Regions from separate parts of the Anser cygnoides genome. Here region 2 is linked to region 1. A link is a contact called in public Hi-C data. All regions are on one chromosome and are shown on one strand. The core of a region is the stretch at or near the end of the contact, and the rest is flanking DNA. Distances in the headings are between cores, read along the strand shown. Region 1 holds the start of FBXO43 (F-box protein 43). Region 2 holds the start of ANKRD46 (ankyrin repeat domain 46).

Region 1 (2,700 bases), core at 30-2,529:
TTACCTATAACTTATCTAAAATGAACTTGAGGAACAATAAATATTTGCGGTTTTCCTAATTTTGTATTTAAGTTACGCATAATAAAAATACATTCAAGATTTTAGACAGCTTGCCTGTTTTTCCATGCTGCTGTGTATAAATAAAGCTAAACATAACTTTTGAGTGCTAGAATAAAACACAAGCAAGAGAAACGACAGGTGAAAGGCAGCGCTATTCATACTGATTCGCACTCCCCCAAATTTACTGCCTGTGTCCTCTTCGCCACGGTTTTCGTAAGTGTGAGCTGGTGCGAAGAGTTTTAAGCAGAGGAGAAAATAAAGCCTGAACCATAGCTTCACTTGATAATGCATATCAAGTAATTAACATTCCGGAAAGTAAACAAATAAAAATCAACCGATAATGTTTCTCCGGGCTCGTTTTATTTTTAAGACGGATTTGTCGAGCCGATACTGTAAAACTGGTCTACTAATTATACCGCCATGAAAAAGACAATTAAAGTTAATTATGTGAAAACAAGGTCTCAATGAAATCACGCAATTGCTTGATTGTTGCCATCGTTTAACTGTTCTCTCGGAAAAAAATAGGTTTTATCAGGTGCCTCGGTTCCTTGCTCCGTTTCTGTCAAAGCCTTCCTTCAAGAGCAGCGCTATCGTGATAGAGCCCAGCTTTGAAGGGCTGATAAACGCCAGTCCGGGGGTGCTCAGAGGGTTGGGAACATGTGGGACTTCCCCGTAGCGGAAAAAAATCCGGAGGAGTAGCACTGGTCGGCAGCCAGAGTAAGGGTTCGTGGCTGCGGGATGAGGTGCGCAGGGTGCTCGGGGGAAGGCAAGGCGCTCGTAGCCTGCCCGTCAGGGCGTTGCGGGGTCTCTCGCATTATTTCGTTTTAAAATTAAGGTCCTCAGTTTTTTTTCTGCCCGCTTGTGACGCGTTTTGTTAAATGGTGTTGTTTGGTGTGATGTTTCTGTATGTCGCATTAAGCACCATAACTATAATTTGTTAAATTCCCTGTATGTTTTTTTTTCTTTTTTTTTTTTTTTTCACCCGGGTACCACAAGTTCCTGGGGGCTTGAGAGAGACAGACCTCGCACCTTCTGTGTGCCGCTTCACGGAGCTAGCAAGCTGCCCTTTTCACAGAAAAAGCGTTTTTTTTTTTTTTTTTCTATAGATAAACACAACTATTTGAGGAAGAAATTCTCCTGATACACGTGGAATAGATACTACTACACAAAGCCCTTTGGGAAATCGATTTCTTTTCGATCAGTTTCTATTAATTTCTCCTTTTAAAATGGAAGTCTCTGGCATATTTCCCCCTTTCTCTTTTTATCCGTAACGGTTACCTTGTAGTCACGTAAAACAGTACTCTTTATATGCAAATATCCCCATTTCCCCCGCTTTGGATGAGCAGATTTTAAATTCGCCTTTCCTCCGGCCCCCTTTGGCTGCGAGGCTTCGCCGCCTCCTCAGTGCGACGCCGCTCCCTGAACGGGCTCCGAGCGGCGGGGCAGAGCTCGCCCAGCCCACGAATTGGAAGTACGGCTGAATTTCGGCGTTAATTTAGAAAGCTTCTAGTTTTCTGCTTTGGATGTAGGCATTACTCTTAGTCACGCACAACAGTTTAAAATCTCTTTCTCATCTGATGTCGTTTCTGGTGGAGGAAATAAAACGTAAACGGGGGGGGAAAAATAAATAAATAAAAAAAAAATAGAGGTAACCTGTGGTAAATCTCGTCTCAACGAGGTGAGGGAGAATGATACCCAGAAGGAGGAGGACACAATGACAATTTATTCGGCCTCTGTGTGACAAGCAGCGGCTTTCCCCGCTCCTTTTCCTCGCTGCTGCGAGGCCTGCGGCTCCCCCCGCCCACTGTGGAGCCCCCAGGTGTGTGGGTGTGTGCAGCCGCACGGAGCTCAGGAAATGCGGGCACCTAATTACTCATTTTTTAATGTACAGTTTAAGTAAAAGTACTGCAAAACGTAGGCGTCATCACTGGCATCTCCCACCCGACTGACAGATGATTTAACCGAGGCAAACGCTCCGCGATTATCTCGTTCCCGAGCAGTCGGATACAAACGCACTAATTAATTTGAATTAATTGGCACCCTTATAACTCAAGCTCAAAGGTTCGGGTACAGATAACGTTCTGCATCTGTAAAAGCCTAGCCATGATCGACCAGCGCCTGTGAAGGGCACCCCTCAGCCCTCACCCCCCGCTCCTAGCGGCTCCTGAGGAGAAGCAGAAAGGCTCTAGCTGAGGCGGGAAAGCCTCGCCCCCAGCATCTCCTGAGGAGAGGCAGAAAGGGACGGGGGAGCTGAGGGAGAGAGGGACAACGTCGGGGGGATCTTATGGTGGGCTGAGTGCGGCGGGAGCCGCGGCGTTGAAGTGTAAACGCGAGGGGAAAGGCGAACCTCGCCGGTGCCCTGCAGCGGAGCGGGTTCTCCTCAGGCACCCGCCCCGCAGACGCCTGAGGGCGGCGGGGGCGGGGAGGCGGCGCGGAGCGGTTGGTAAAGGCGGGCGGTTCAAACCCAAGCGAGGGAAAGCAGCGGCGGTGGCTGCACGCGAGGAGCCGCTTGGCTTCCCCTCCACCCACAGCGCCTCCTCACTAAGGGCAACGGGCTCCGGAGCCGGGCGGCGAGCCGCTGAGGCGGCAGGATCCCCGCCTTCTCCAGCCAGCCAGCCGGGGGCGAGTTGGGGCATCGCC
Region 2 (2,700 bases), core at 26-2,525, 200 kb before region 1:
TAAGAATGTGTGATAACAGTAGTCTATCTGATTTACAAGGCGCAGTAGACAGTGAAAGTACCTGCACAAATGTCCCTGGGGACAATTTAATGCCAAATAACACTGATATTAGAACATTTGGACCTGCCAATTCAATTTGCACCACATTGCAATAAACCTTAAGAGCAGAAACAACTGTTTTGTGCCCTGTTCCAGCAGAAAAATTCTGTTCACTCCAAAATACCAACATAGAGATCATTCATTGTACCTAGATATTATCATATCAGTTTTTCTAGCTTATGTTCATAGTTATCTCTAATTACTGAAATGCATACATTCTTTTAACTGTTTATTTGTTTTGCTGCAGGTAGTCCATTCGAGTTTTATATCAAGGAAAAGATTTTGGGTTAGGCCAAATGAAGAGGACTGTGTATTTGAGAAAATAAGAGAAGAGGACCTGTGACAACTTATTCTAAATACTGCCTATCAAAATGAAATATCTGGGAATAATAAACCCATTGCTGAAAGCTTGAAAAATACTGAAAAAAGCCTTCAGTGTCATTCTTTGCCTTTGCAGGGTTTTTTTCTATAGAATCTATAACTCTAGTGAAATATTCTTTACAGTTAGATGGGTGTTGTTACTCTGGAAACATCTTGCATACATGCCTTTTTTTTTTGTGTGGTTTATCTTTTTTTTCCAGACTGAAATTGTGGGGAAGAAAGGGAGGGAGTTGTTAGAAAATAATTAGAAAATGTTAAGGTATTAGAGGAGGAAAAAGCATTAACCGTATCAGTTTGTTTCTGTGAGCAGCGGTGTAATTAACGTGTGAAGGCTGAGCAGCCTGTTGCTGGAACAGGCCCGTGGTTCCTGTGATCATTCCTCAAGTATTTGTATATTCAACAGTGCCTCAGAAACTAAGCGTTGTGTACGGATGGGGCTGGTGTGAGCAGGCACAGGAGGCAGCACGATATGAAGGCAGACACGGCGTTAGCCCCATCAGGCTGCTGGCTGCTGTGAGAAGGATGAAGTGCCCGAGCTGTGGTACTCCGTTCTTCTTACTGCCCTTGCTTCGAAAGGCAGCATCGGCTGAGAGAACAGGGACGTGATAAGTAAAAATAAGTCCCGTTTTAATGTTCTTAGGAAAGTTGAATAACTTAAGCCCGTTCTTGACAGGAGCTCAGTGAAGAACTCAGCTTCCCATGAGCTCAGTGACGAGAAGACTCCCGGCACCGTCCCTCCTCTCTCCTGCCCCTCTCAGCCTGGTTTCAGGGCGGGCCCCGTCCCCCTGGCGGCACCCCCCGGCGGGGCAGAGCCCGGCCGCCCCGTCACGGCCGCCATTTCCCGCTGCACCCCGGCGGCGGCGGCCTCCGCCCGGCAGGGGCCGCCCGCGTCCCCTCCGCCGCCCCCGCTGCGTGCCGAGGAGCGGCCGGCGGCAGGCAGGTGGTGAGGCGGCTGCGGCGGGGCCTTGGGGGGGAGAGGGGCCGCGTCCGTCGGTCGGGCTGGCGGGGGACGAGCGGTGTCCGTCGGTCTGTCCGGGGCGGGATCCGCCGAGGTGGGCGCCGGGCGGTGGGGAGGGGACCCTCGGAGGGAGGCGGATGCCAAGGGAATGGAGGGGCTGGAGCGCGGGGGCTGTGAGGGGCGGCTGAGGGAGCTGGGGTTGTGCAGTCTGGGGAAGAGGAGGCTCAGGGGAGACCTCATTGCTCTCTGCAGGTACCTGAAAGGAGGGTGTGGGGAGCTGGGGGTCGGCCTCTTCTCACAGATAACTAGTGATAGGACTAGAGGGAATGGCCTCAAGTTGTGCCAGGGAAGGTTTAGGTTGGAAATGAGGAGACATTTCTTCTCAGAAAGAGCAGTCAGGCATTGGAATGGGTTGTCCAGGGAGGTGGTGGCGTCACCGTCCCTGGGGGTGTTCAAGGAAAGGTTGGACGTGGTGCTTAGGGACACGGTTCAGTGGGTGACATTGGTGGTAGGGGGATGGTTGGGCCAGGTGATCTCGGAGGTCTTTTCCAACCTTAAATGAGCCTATGATAAATGAAATCAAAAGGTAACATATATCTGCCAGTAGTGTTTTTTGTTAGCTAGCTAGCCTCAGATTGTCTTCGATGAAATAATTATTGTTTTTAAGGGAAATTAAGTAGTTCTCTTTTTTTTTTTTTTCTAGACAGTAAAGTTTCTGATCAGCTGCTGCACAGGAAATTGTTATTGTGCTGAAAAGATAGGGATAACACCAGAATTAAAAAGTGGATGGGGAAGTAGCTAGAGACAGATTGTGGTGAGTAACATTGAGAAGAAAACCATCGAGTCTGGGTATAAAAGGAGATTATAAAAGTAGTTATTTGAAGATCCATCTTGAGACCAGTCTTATTAAATACTTAATAAAGATGTTGATGTAACAATTAAAACTTACTGTTTAAATTTGGTAGTGGTGAACGAGTTGGGAGGCACCGGCAATATAGAAGAGGGTAACAGTACTATGTAGGAAAAATTGGATGATCCTAGGAACTACAGAATGAAAGAAGTCTAATACTAAAATAAAATGCAGTAATTTAAAGGGCAAGATTTTGCAGTTGTAAACTCATAAGCACACAATTTACAGAAAAAATATTATTTTAAAGCATCGCAAATCCAAAATATGTATTGGGTAGCTTCAAAATATGTGATTGTGGGGAAAAAAAACGAATGCAGACCTGTGTTGAACTGGAAAAAGAAGTTACTATTAT

Evidence for each region. A called contact is a pair of places that touch in the nucleus more often than the background predicts.
Region 2: a contact with region 1 is called in a Hi-C map of liver, with 4 times the contacts expected there. The contact joins the promoter of ANKRD46 here to the promoter of FBXO43 in region 1. A contact is called at or near these places in 4 of 7 Hi-C or Micro-C datasets (granulosa cells and liver).

Annotation. Positions count from the first base shown.
Region 1 is chr2:141,413,717-141,416,416 of Taihu_goose_T2T_genome, reverse strand. FBXO43 (F-box protein 43) reads left to right here and starts at 1,279. Exons shown (of 6, transcript XM_013180050.3): 1 at 1,279-2,700.
Region 2 is chr2:141,610,692-141,613,391 of Taihu_goose_T2T_genome, reverse strand. ANKRD46 (ankyrin repeat domain 46) reads left to right here and starts at 1,275. Exons shown (of 4, transcript XM_066990618.1): 1 at 1,275-1,423. It overlaps SNX31 (sorting nexin 31), which reads left to right. Exons shown (of 14, transcript XM_048068730.2): 14 at 347-683. The coding sequence ends at 442.